2 separate regions of the Mus musculus genome follow, and region 1 is linked to region 2. The links are chromatin contacts, called in public promoter capture Hi-C maps. All regions are on one chromosome and are shown on one strand. The core of a region is the stretch at or near the end of the contact, and the rest is flanking DNA. Distances in the headings are between cores, read along the strand shown.

Evidence for each region. Promoter capture Hi-C pulls out the DNA fragments that hold promoters and counts their contacts.
Region 1: a promoter capture Hi-C map of liver shows a contact between it and region 2, with 5 times the contacts expected there. The contact joins the promoter of Ggt1 here to the promoter of Adarb1 in region 2. A contact is called at or near these places in 1 of 39 promoter capture datasets (liver) and 1 of 9 other capture datasets (pancreatic islet).

Annotation. Positions count from the first base shown.
Region 1 is chr10:75,559,417-75,565,728 of GRCm38.p6, forward strand. It overlaps Ggt1 (gamma-glutamyltransferase 1), which reads left to right and starts at 4,716. Exons shown (of 15, transcript NM_001379537.1): 1 at 4,716-4,842; 2 at 5,405-5,489. It overlaps Lrrc75b (leucine rich repeat containing 75B), which reads right to left and starts at 914. Exons shown (of 4, transcript NM_198860.2): 1 at 540-914. The coding sequence starts at 704.
Region 2 is chr10:77,415,039-77,421,644 of GRCm38.p6, forward strand. It overlaps Adarb1 (adenosine deaminase, RNA-specific, B1), which reads right to left and starts at 3,235. Exons shown (of 11, transcript NM_001024837.2): 1 at 3,057-3,235. Gm17769 (predicted gene, 17769) reads left to right here and starts at 3,338. Exons shown (of 1, transcript NR_027377.1): 1 at 3,338-5,901.

The DNA of each region.
Region 1 (6,312 bases), core at 3,466-5,965, 1.9 Mb before region 2:
GTCTCCCAAAGGGCCAGATGTGGCGATGCAATGTACAAATGTGGTTGTGTATCCTCGGTGGGCTCAAGCTGCCTGTCAGAAAGGTGCGTGCGCTGTGGCTTTGTCTGGGCTGTTATGGTATCTGTCTCCTGACCATCGGGGCTACGCCTCCCAGGACCTCTTCTCCCAGATCTGCTGCTTCCTTTCTTCCTGCAGGATGGGGAGCTGCATTCTTCCCATTGTCCTTTAGTGAGAGATGCCCACTCCGGCTCTCGAAAAGGTCCAAATCTGGGCTCTTAGCTCCAGACTGGAGGTCCCTCAACACACACACTCAACACGTCAGACTTCAAATCCCAGTGTCCCAACGTGCCAGCCCCATCTTTAGCAAGCAATCCACCAGCCCCACCTGGCCCCCCACTTTAATCTGCAACCTCCCTCCAGGCAAGAAGCACAACGCCTGCAAACCCCGCGTGCCGCTAGAAACGCACCCACCCCTGAGCCCGCAACCCCGGCCCCTCCCTGACACCCTCAATCCCGGGCCGCCCCGCTCTTTCTCTCGCCTGGCGCAGGAGGCGCAGCAGCTGCCGAGCGCGCTCCGGCCGCCGCTCCCGAAGCGTGGACTGGATCTCTCGCAGCCAGCGCACCCGGCGCTCGTAGGGCGCGGGCCCCGCACTCGGCGCCGCAGGGGCATCTGCTCTCGCCCGCCGCCCCAGCCGCGCCCCCATGGCCGCCGCGGGCGGGCGCCGGGAGGATGGAAGGGAGGCGGGTTAGCCGCGCCGCGCCCCGCCCGGGATGCGCGGGATGGGCAATGCCGGGTCTACGGCTGCGCGCCCAAGCACTGGCCGCCAGCGTGGAGCCCAGGGTCACTCCTCTTTGGCAGAGGTTTCGTTGTCGAGGGCCCCGCCCGCGTACGACCTGGTGTTGGAGCTCTTCCCGGGAGCAGCCAGGGCGGACGCTGCGGAGGACAAGGTGGCATTTGGCACCTCTCAATCATGTGGCCCCAGTCGGGGCTGACTTGGGGGGGAAAATCGTCGTCTGTCTGTACAAAAAGTGCTTCAGGCGGGTGAGGGTGCTTTAGGCAAAGCCTGCACCCTGTTTCAGGAATCGCCCCTGCAAGCAAGTGGATCCATCTGCCTTGTCCACTCAGTGTGGGTGTTAGCAGCCTCGGCAAATACCGGATGATACTTACTGCTCAGAGGAGGACAGAAGCAGGCCTAGGCAGGCTGAGCATAGTTGGCTTCCTCTGATCCCCCCATGCCTGAGAGATGAACAGGCTAAGCCCAGCTCTGGGCAGCCTGGCGCCAGGCCCTGCATATATGTTCCTGGTTCTAAAGGGTCCCTGACTCCTCTGAAGAGCATCTAGCTCCTGTGGGGGTTTCCTCAGCAGTTCCTGTTGGAAGCCTGATGCTCGATGCAGCCACACACGATCCCGGTTTCTCATATTACAGAGGAGGGGGCTTTTGTGGCTTTGCACTCTAGACTCTGCCCCCCTCACCCCTCCTCCTAATTAAAAAACATGTGTCCGGCCTGAGTCTGGGATGCACGGCGGGGCAAGTGTGCAAGCCTAGCTGAAGGATGTGAGAGTAGACCCATCCTAGGGCATTTAGTGAGAGATACCTGCCAGAATCCTTCCTTTGGGTCAAGCAATGCTTGACCAGAAACTGAAGGTAGAGGTGAGAGACTGGATGTCAGGCTTTGTGATGCCCTAGGACTGAGACCCTCAGACATGGCAGAAGTCAGCATCCTTCCTGATTCTTGGACCTTCTTCCCCCGCTACCCTCCACGCAGCCTCCCATCCCCTCCTCTGCAGCATCATTGTCCTAGGGCCGGCCACCTTGGCACGACAGGTTTCCTCCCTGGCAAACCTGCATGACGACCCAGTCTGCCCTCTGCCAGGGCCAAGGCTGTGGCTGAATTGACAGTGTGCGAATGCCAGAGCTTTGAGCTTCCAGTCCAAGTATCCCAGGGCCTTCTCAGACCCCCTTGTCCAGAGCTGAGAGCCAGGTAAACCCTCTTCTTCCCTGCATCCTCGGGGCTGGAGACAGACATGGATTCCTCCCAGATCCTGACCGTGTTGTTTCCGGAGGCTAAGCCAGGGCTAGGCATCATACCTTGGAGTGCGAGAAGAGGAAGGTGGGAGCCAAGGGGGAGGAGAAAGCAGGGAGGGAGGGAAGGCTGGACACTAAGCTAGAAAGAAAGGAGCTGGCCTGGACTGGAAGTGTCACAATGCCTAGAACTTAGTCCTGTGGCAGGTAGAGGACTGCCCCCACACCCAGCTCCTCCTCTGTGACTCTCCCTGGCGGAGAAATTCCTAGAGGACCTTTTTCTTTTTTTCCAGGAAAAAAGGAAGTGTGAATTCTGGACCCAGATCCCTGGGCGAGCTTTCGTTCGCCTGCTATCCTGGTGCCTAGGTGAGTTGGCTCTTGGGCACTGTTTCTGTGACTTGGACAAGAGCCCCCATAGACTGAGCTGTCTCCTCTGGAGTGAGGATATCATTCTACCTCACGGGTTTCCCAAGTCTACTGAGCTGAAGGCTGCTGGCCCTTCTCCCAGGAGCTGTCCTGGGCAGCAGGGTTCGTTGGCAATCCCACAGTGAGGCAGAGATCTGATGCTGTCTTCTCAATCTCTGGGGATGATGTTGGGCATAGAGGGTTGACCTGGGTTCCTCATGGCAGCCTTGTCACCCTTAGCTAAACCCATGGGGGTATAAAAAAATGGGAGGCAGGGAACTAGAGAGATGGCTCAGTGGTTAAGAGCACTGATTATTCTTCCTGAGGTCCCGAGTTCAATCCCCAGCAACCACATGGTGGCTCATAACCCTCTGTATTGGGATCTGATGCCCTCTTCTGCATGCATGTAAGCAGAATACTATATACATGGGAGGCAGGGAGTATGAGAGGGAGGATGTCCTCAGACTTCAGGTCTTGGTGGGGACATATAAGGCCCCACGTGGGAACTGTTTGTGGATAAGTTATGGGCAGCAGTTATAGCTCAGTTGTTCTGAGACCTTCACTACTCGTGAGGTAACCCATCAGGCGTGGAGAGGAAGCCAAGATATGAGTGCCTGGCAAGTATGGTGGAAGGCTACATACAGAAGGGTATGGAACTGAACCAGCTCCACCATTGGTCTCTTTCACACAGTCAGAAAGCCCAAACTCAAACCAACTCAAGGCTGTTAATTCGGCCAGGTCATCTGTAATCAGGTCATCTCCAGCTTCCTGGTAATCGTGACTAGGACTCAGTCTCTGTTGTTTGTTGTTCCTTGTTTGTTTGTTTGTTTGTTTGTTTGGGATAGTCTCACATAGCCTAGGCTGGTTTCAGTTACTTAGCTGGTAATGACCTTGAACTCCTGATCTTCCTCTATCTACTTCCAAAGTAGATTTGACCTGCCACGCCCAGCCACCGAATGGTTTTGAAACCTTCTCTGGGAGGAAGGAGGCAGATAGATCCTCCGTGGAGACCATTTCCCTGAGCTTACTCTGTCAGGAATGGGTCTTCTGCCTGCAGACGGAGTTTCCCCAGAAGGAAAGGCGGCAAGAGGCTTTCCGTTCCCTGTGTTGCTCTTGGCCGAGTGTGTAGCCATAGACAAAGTAGGGTCCTGTGATGGTTTCAACCTGGCGCCCCAAGTTCAATGGCTTAAAACAGCAAGTCCCGGTTATTGGGAGCCTGAAATCTAATGTAAGCAGAGCCGTGCTCCCCACCTCTCCCCCACTGCCCCCAGGACTATGGGGCCATATCCTTCCTTGCCTCCCCTCCTTCTGAGCTTCCTGGCAATCCTTGAGGCTGTTTGGCTTGTACTTGTGTCGCGCTGACCTCAGCTTCCTACTCCACATGGCTGTCTTCCCTGTGCGACTACCCAACCGGCCATCTTGTAAGACCACTAATTACTGTATTTAGGGCCTACCCTAATCCAGTATGATCTCATCCGAACTAATTACCTTGTGAAGACTCTGTTTCTAAATAAGGTCACACTCTGAGCTCTCCCTAGTGGGCATGAACTTGGTGGAAGGGGGAAAAAAAAACAAGACACCACAGAAGCCTCTGAAACCCTCGGTTTCCTTGTCTGTAAAATGGCGATGGCATTATAGGATTAGAGACTGGCATAGCATAGTGTTGCATAAGTGCGCCTTTATTCTTTAACGTGATTAATCTTCTGTGACATTTTTCTTCTCCTATCAGTGCTGATATTTGAGTCCAGGATCTTTGGCATGCTTGGCGATCGTTCTACCTTTGGGCCACACCTAGCCCCTCTTTCTTACTTTACAGTGAGCCTAACCATTCACTCCTCAGCATCGATCCATTCAGGACTGGGCACTGTGCATGCAGCCTAGACTTCCTCAGAATTGGGAGCCAAGAAAGATTTTGGGAGGTGTCATAAGTTAGCGGAGTCTGAAGGAAGACGACTTTAGCCTGTAAAATGTCCTGGCAGGAGCATTGAGGGCAGAGAAAGGGCAGGGGCAGGCACCAGCAAGGCAAGAATTTCTCTGCAGGGCAAATGGGGGCCTTTGAAGGGTTTTCCAGCGGGAGAGGAAAATGTTCCATTAAGGTAACAGCAGCCTTGCAAACCACTGGTGAGCAAGCGTCACCAGGTGATAGGAGTGGTGGGGGAGGGTACTAGGTGTGGCTTGGAGGAGGTCACAGATAACACCAATTGGAAGGGACCAGTGAAGAGGCAGGGGGTGGCTTCTGAAGGGCTGGACTCTGGCTTCTGTGGCTGGTAGAGGTTTGTGGAAGGTAGTTGCTTAGCTCAGGTTAGGACTTGTTGACCTTGGGCATCTGACACAGCGGGTGGCTCAGACTTGGACTCTATGTGCAATGTGATATAGCTCAGCATGGAAGATGTAAAGAGGAAGGGAGCTCTGGGTAAGCTGAGGACGGAGTGTAGGGAAATTGTTGGGCGGTTTAGGTACCAATTAAGTCGCAGGGAGGTTGTGGGTGGACAGGTGTGCTTGCTTGCCTTGTGGTCCAGGAGGCTGTGAGACACAAGTGAGTTAGTTGGCTTTCCTGCAGACTGTGGCATGTGATGGTAGGGGCGGGAGTGAGGAGACCAGGACATGGGTAAGACAGGGCTTCCCTCCCAGCCCCCCCTAGAGATGCCAGACAGCACAGATAATTACCAGGTGATACAATAAATGCCACCTGAGAAGGGGGGCGGGCAGGAAGGGGGGCAGAAGTGACTGCAGAGCTGGGAGTCAGAGCCAGGCTAACACTGAGGCTTTGAAGAGCTCTGGAGCCTTCTGAAGTCTGTCTGTTTCATCCAGTCCTCAAGCTCCCTTGATCCTCTCTGGAGAGGAAACCAAGGCCAGAAAGGGAAGGTTTCCCAGGTCCCCAGCTCTCAGGGAGGTCAGGCATGAAACCGGGAGCTATGGGGTGCACATTTCTGTTATTCTGCTGATGAATTCTGGAGTTGGACTTCACTCACCAGATGCTGAATGCTCCCAGGAATTAACAAGCTGACCATCCCGGAGGCCCACGCGCTTGGCTAAGTACAGGCTCCACTCACACCAAAGGCGAGTACTGGGATGGGGTGAACGGGCAGCACCAAAAAGCCAGGCTTGCGGGGGGGGGGGGCAGAAGGCAGAAAATCTGACCTTGCTGTGGTGTGGTCATTCAGAGAGTACTTCCTCAACACCGTTGGGTAACAGTGGCCCATTTACGGATTCTTCTGTCTGGTCATTGTGGTCTATGTGTGGTCAGGCACTCTATGCAGGTAGTCACAGGGCATGGGTGTCCCCTGCATCTGTGATCTGTGGCCTGGGATGATTAGAAGGGTCTGAGACCAGACCCATCCAAAATGAGCCGAAGGAGTCACAAGCTGGGGCTCGACGCTAGGGGAGAACTTGCCAGCTGCTTTTAGAGATGAAGAACTCCCCCCAAGGGTGGACTTTTCTAGGGTGTTGGAAAATCAGAGGGAAGGTTGAGAATCTGTGATCCTCACGTTCATTAAGCTGTTGTGACTTTGGATTTGAAGTCAGTTTCATCCCACCAGTTTACCAGGGGAGTCTCAGGGTTGCTGGCTTTCAGGGTGGGGAGGGAGATCCTGTCCCAAGAGAACCGGAGTGTGGGGAGGGAAGGACCCACCCATCTCAATTACTTGAACTGACTTCTGAGGTTTAGACTATCGACCTCAGCTGTGAACCTTACCCACTGGGGGTTCAAGCCCTGCCCAGAGCTTCCTGACATTCAGGTAAGTCAGTACTACCATGGGGTGTGGTTGGACTGTACGAAGAGAGTTTCAGGAAGTGGTTGGCTGAACCCCTCCCCAACCCACTAAGCTGCAACCCTCCAGCATTTGGTTTCCGGTACTGACAGCTCAAGTCTGGCTTTACTAGG
Region 2 (6,606 bases), core at 1,985-4,484:
AAGTTGCCTCTAGAAAACCTCCTAGCTATTTAAACAGCATTCTCTGGTCCTTTGTATTTACATGGCTAATCACAGCACTCAAGGCACTAAAATCCAGTTCTTAAATACAACTTACTGATAAAGGAATTTTGGATTAAAACTTATGAGCAGGTCTTCCTTGTGCCCCTTGTATAAATAAGAATCCTGCTGTTACACTGTTAAGGAAAACTTCAAAGCACTATATTTTAAAAGCTGAGCCTAATGGCACGGGTCCATAATTCCAGATACTGGGGAGCCTAAGGCAGGAGGACTGAAAATTTGAGGTCTCCCTGGGCTGCATATAGATTGAGTTCAAGGCCAGCCTGGGGCAGCTTAGTGAGTTGCCTCGAATGTCCTAGGCTCTTGGTTCACTCCAAAGTACCAAGAAAAAAAAAACTATATTGAAATATACCACAACTATACACACACACACACCACCACTACTGAGACAATGTACAAGCCATACACAATAACATCTTAGATAACTGAGCAGTAGGGTACAGACCTTTTGGATGTATTATATACACATGCATTGCTTGTCTTCCTGGATGTATTATGTACACACTTACGTTTTTTAAACCTACAAGCAAAATTTTTCCACTTTGGTAAATACAATTTTATCTTTAAACGCTAACTCTTAAAGTGATTAAGAAGGCAAACTGTCAGTAGGTTCTTGTACTGTGCTGTGGAGGTCAGCGCTGTAGCTCCAGAGGGGAGGTCTAGCACGTGACCAGTTAGAGACTGTTCACTCACTGGACAAGATGGGTTTAAAGGATTTTTTTTATTCCAAAAAATTCTAAAGCAGTTTAAATGCTTTACGGCACATAAACTTACAAAGAAGTGAATTTGCCTATGAGCCAAGATGTGCTTTCAGGATGATGTTATTTCTTGGTAGCTAATCTTCCTGTCTGGGCCTACCAGCAATGACTGAATGGACACATCATGGAAGATACGCGTCATCAGTTTCTCTCTTCAACAATGTCCTTGCAGAAAGGTCTCCTTTGCTCCTTCCAACTGGAGCGTCACAGCTGACGTGGAAGTAGCTGAGTGTGCCCAGTTTCTGAAACCCCTTGACATCTAACAGGCATGGAGAACACATTCCTTTCAAAGCCTGTGGACTCCACCTCCCCACCACTGTGGGATCACAGCACCCAGCCCAGTGTGTCTCATCCACTATTTATCAAGCTCCTGTTGTGGAGGCCCATGCTGTGAATCTGCCCCTTGGAGGATCCTGTACCAAGGGACCATTAATTCTCTCATTCCAAAAGGAGCTGTCCCAACCTACCTTCTGCCTCCTTTTTTTTCTCTCTTTCCCTCCAGGGAACTGTCTCAAGGAAGAAGGGTAAAGAAGTTTCATCCATCCCCGGAGAAAGAAAAAACAAAAAACAAAAACAGCTGGCTTTTACAAACAGTTTTGTCTTGAGACAAAAACAGGTTTGGAAAAATGCAGCTTCCTTTCAAAGGAACAAAGAGGGTTAATACATTATTCCTATTCTCAGTAAAAACTAATGTTTGATCATCTTAATTACCGCACCTACCAGTAAAAAGACCAAGTTTGCTATCGGGCTTCTTTTCGTTATACTTCCAGAATGGAATACAATAAATGATTTTCAAAAAAAGAAAAAAAAAAAGGATGCCCTCATCAGAAGTAACCCAAACCTGCTAGGTGAAAACACTGACCTCCAACCAGACACTCCAGTGCGGATATCCCCCTCATAAATCCCGAACGGAACACTTTTCTGGTCCTCCAAAGGCGACTCCGGCGCCACTAGTCTAGCGTCCACAGCCCCATCTGACATTTCCCTTGCACACAGACACCACACAGTGATTTTCCTCTTGCCTATGTGTGCGCGTCAAAATTCACCTCCAACCCCTAATGTCCCAGATGGCTCCCACAAACAGCAGACGCGCTGGGTACTCGCGCTGGGTACTCGGAACTTCGTCTCCCAGGCGCTCGGCGCCCATGTGGGCTCTGAGCCCTCGGAAGGGGCATGGACCACCAAAAAAGCAGCCTGCCTCACCTAGGTTACGGTGTCCACCCCGTGGGAGCGCAGTGTCTCCTTTGCAGGACACAAGATGCTCTCACTGGGCGTAGCTTTCCCTCTGTGGGATATAGGGTTAGGGTCTCCCTCCTCGGAGTTCAGAGTATACTCTGCAGGGCACAGGGTTCCCTCCCTGTGCCCTTCCTCTGGGCGCCGTCTCGCCTCTGCGGAGCACATGGTCCCTTCTGCAGGGCACAAAGTCCCCATCCCCTGGTGCAGCTTCCTCTCCTCAGAGCACAGGGTTCCCACCCCCCAGCCTGAGCTTAGCCTCCCTTCTGCTAGGCACTGGTCCCTTCTGCAGAATACAGAGCTCAACCTTTCCTCTACCAAGCACATGGTCCCTTCTGCAGGGCACAGGGTCCCCATCCCCGGACACAGATTCAGAGTGACACAGGGTGTCTCTTCTCAGGGCGCAGCTTTCCTTTTGCAGGGCACAGGTCCCCTCTCTAGGATACAGGGTCCCCATCCCCGGACGCAGCTTTCCTTCTGCAGGGCACAAGGTCCCCCTCCCGGTGTGCAGTGTCCCCTGTGCTGGGTAAAGGTCCCTTCCCGGGGTACAGGGTCCCCTCCCCGGAGCACAGGTCCCCTCCGCCCGGTACACCATTCCCCTCCCCGGGCGCAGTCTCCTCTCTGATGGGCACAGGTCCCCTCCCTGGAGTACAGGGTCCTCTCCGCGGGCACAACCTCCTGTCCGAGAGGCGCACGGTCGGCTCGCCGCGGCGCAGCGCATCCCACGCGGACGCGGCGCCTCCAGGAGCGGACGAGCCGTCCTGGGCGCAGCCTCCTCCTGCAGCGCAGCGCATCCAAGAGGACCGCGGCCCGCCCTCCGCGCGCCGCCCGGGATGCGCCAGGGACCCCGCAGCTCGCCGCGGGCCCGGGCCCCGCACCATAGGGTCTGGGGTCGGTGGTCAGGTCCGCGGCCGCCGGCGCTGCGCGGCCTCAGCCACCTGCCCCGCGCTTACATAAACGCGGCCGCCCGCGTCCCCGCCGCCTTACCTCCGCTCACGCTGCGCCCGCGGGCTGCCGGCGTCTGGCTCTGGGCGCTGCGGCGGCCTCGGCTAGCCCCGCGGCCCCAGCTAGGAGCCCCTCGCCGCCGCCTCAGCCTCAGCCACCTCAGCCTCAGCCGCTGCCTCAGCCTCTGCCTCTAGCCTCGGCGCCGGCGGCTCCGCCCCCTCGGCTCGCCCCGCCCCAGCCGCCGCAGCCGCGCGCGCGTGCTCGCTTGCAGGGGTGGAGCCAGCGCTCCACGCTGACGTGCGCGCCTCCTGCCCGGAGCCGACGTCCGGACTCGCTCGCGGCGGCGGGAACTGCGAGGGTTAGCGGTTAGAACCAAAACAGGTCGTGCGTCGCTAGGGAGACTCGAAGCGGAAGGGAGCCTCCGACACGCACCGAGAAGATCGACGGGGGCGGGGTTCTCGAACTCGCGGGCAGGAGCCTCGGATGGGACCTAAGGGGACAGGTGGGACCAAGGATCCTAGAGATCCTGTGGGATCTGGGAATGGGGCAGGGAAAATCAGAGCGAAGCCACTGAAGTGCGACTGTGACCGCCGCTTGAAGACCTACTACACCCCGTACGTGGTACCCTGGCATCCCGCAAGAATCGTCCCTGGGCCTTCGTCCAGTTTTGAGAGCTGGCCCTGGCCACTGACACCCACCTCCGTAGACCTTGAAAATAAGTAGGGAGAGGAGCAGGGACATGATTTTGTGAAGCAGGGTGTCTACTGGTGGTCACTAGAAATGATGGCCGGTTTTTAACCTAGACCCCAGGGTCAAGTTCAGGCTCTGCCACCTCTTAGGCATACCAGATGTGTCTTGTGCTTGCATTGTCTGTTTCCACGTTTGTTTAAAAAGAAAAAGGTCTAGTAAAAGACAAGTGCAGGTAGGTAAAGTACTGTGTCGAGCATCCAAGATGTGGTCAACAACTTGTGTGGTTCCTCGCCAGATTGTCTTAACCTGGGGTGCTATGCCCAGAACGGGGCCTGGAGAGGTCCAGAATCGGAAGCATGAACTGACCACAGGAGTAGTGTTGTAGCCGGTCCACATCTGCTTCCATCACAAAAACATGTCCTTTGGACCAGCTAGCCACTCAATGAATTCTTCAGCCTGCCTAAAAGGTGGGCACCAGGCAGTGCCTACGGGTGCACTTGTTGGCAAGTAAGTAGAGATCATCACTCTTGGAACACCTACCAGGATGTCAAGCTTCACATACAAGTATGTGCACAAGGACAAATGTGTCTGTTTCTAGGTATCACACTACCCCAGAACTTAGTAACTTAAAGTCATGGTTTGTAAGTCTGATGAATAGCAGCTTTTATGCAGTGTTCAGCTGGTTTGGTTCATCTCTGCTTCATAGATGACCTCACTCCCTTATGTCATGTGTTACCTACTGTTAGTAAGCTAGCTCTCGTTGCTTCTCATAATGGCTGTGGTTTGGCCACAAGAGAGCAAGTTCCAGCCTTTTCATCCCCTGTGCACATCACCTGTGTTCCTGTGACTCATTGACTGAATTGAAGATGCTGATCTGACACAAGTACATATGAGAGACAGAGATCTGGACAAAGGAAGTATGCTCATCTGAGATGGTCGCTTTGATAGATCTTTGGTTCATTGTGGATTGTTACAGCAAAAACAGAACTCTGCGGTCTCAACCAGGATTAAGTGGAATGACCTTCTTTCTCTGCTGTGTACACTGCCAAAAAAACTAGCTTGAAGTGAAGATAACAGAGCACATAAACAGAAGCTAGAAAATGACATTTTGACAGCCTCCAGGTATCTGTCTGGTGGTGTCATATGCATGGATGGGTTAATTGGCTAGAAAGATATCTTCATCTTCATAGTCTGGAAGTAGAACAGGTCAGGATGCCAGAAAATAGCATAACTGGGAGGCAGTTCAATGTAAGGAGCAGGTATGTTGGACTTGAACTTTGCAAACCCACTATGACACATAGCTGTGAAACTGGACAGATCATTCCATCTATAGGAAAGATGTTGATCCACCTGAAATCTGGTCCATCACTGGTGACCAGAAAGACTTGATGGCGGAGTCTTAGGAATCATAACACATACAAATGTGAATTGGGATATATATATATATATATCAGTAGTTCAGGAGTCGCCACACAAACCACATGAACACCGATTCAGTCAGGTTGGTTTATTGAACACACACCTAAAGACTGATCGACCAGGGCAACAGCTCAGGCTTGAAAGCTAAAAAGCTGTGAGCTGGACATTTCTCAGGGCCAGCTTACAAAGGCTAAGCCCACAAAAACCACAATGAGCTCATACACAGGTGCTGGAAGTGCTTGCCTGGTGGTCAGCCCTGACTCAAGCCATTTTAGACATAACAGCTCATATTGAACTTTAATTTGATGGGTCCTAAGTGAAGCTTATGGCTGTGGAATTTCTTAAAATTAACAAGCCTCATAACATACAAAACATAACAGGGTATGTGGTCTGGTCAGTATGACCCTGCTCTGAGTCAAATTATTTTTTTGCATCAATGACTACCAGGGATATTACAGCAACAATATGAAATAGCTGGCAAGCATGGAGCAAAATGGCTATAGCTATGCTGGGGGCAAGTCTCAACAATATCCGTGTGTGTGTGTGTGTGTATGGCTATATAGTTTATTGAAGGAAATAGGAGGCCTGTGGTATTTGAGCGGTTCCTTTAGCATGAGTGAAGATGGTAGTGAGGGTGCCCAAGATGGAGGAAAGAGTATTTTCACCTCAGGAATTAGAACTGCTGCCAGTGTTCCTGTGGAGTTATACTGACTACCTCCCTTGACTCTTACACCCTCCCTCAAATACCAGGAGGTGAAATAAATTGGATGATTAAATCACACAGGGGATTGACAGATCTGTGGCCCGCTTTTGTGCACTTCACAACCTAAGAAATTATTCTACAGTTCGCATTGTAATGAGGGGTGAAATATGCAATGGGCTTATGTGATATACAAAGCTTAAAATATTCGCCATCTGGCCCATTATATTAAAAAAAAAATGAGCCAAGTAGGCTCTACCTTTTGGAGTTGGGAGTTAGATCAGCCCCCATCAAAGTGTGTGGGCTTCTAGGGAAGGAAAAAGTAAACAGCAGCACTAGTAGTAAAGAGCAATGGCTGATGGGTACCAGCATCAGTGCTAACCCAGGGTCCCAGATTGGATGCAGAGAGCTTAAGTCAGGTGGCACTGCAAGGAATTATTTTGGGAAATAGCTGTCAGTAAGACTAAGGAGGGATGGACTGACCGCCACAGCCTGAGGGGGGAAACCCACAAGAAGGACTGCCATCTGGTGCTGGGGAAGATGATGGTAAGGTAAGTGTTGCAGTGGGAGTGGCGGGGGAGGGGGGAGATAGAGGCCCTTTAGGCTCTGTTGAGTGTGCAAGTCTGTCAGATGCTCAAACAGTATCAGGAAGGCAGATAGCAACACAAGAGAAGAGAGTCAGAAGGAGGACATCCATGGAAGACCCAAGGAGGTAGAAGAGGTCACCAACCACCTAAAGAGAGTGGAGAGAGGAGAAAAGAGAAGCTAGGACAAAGGAGGACC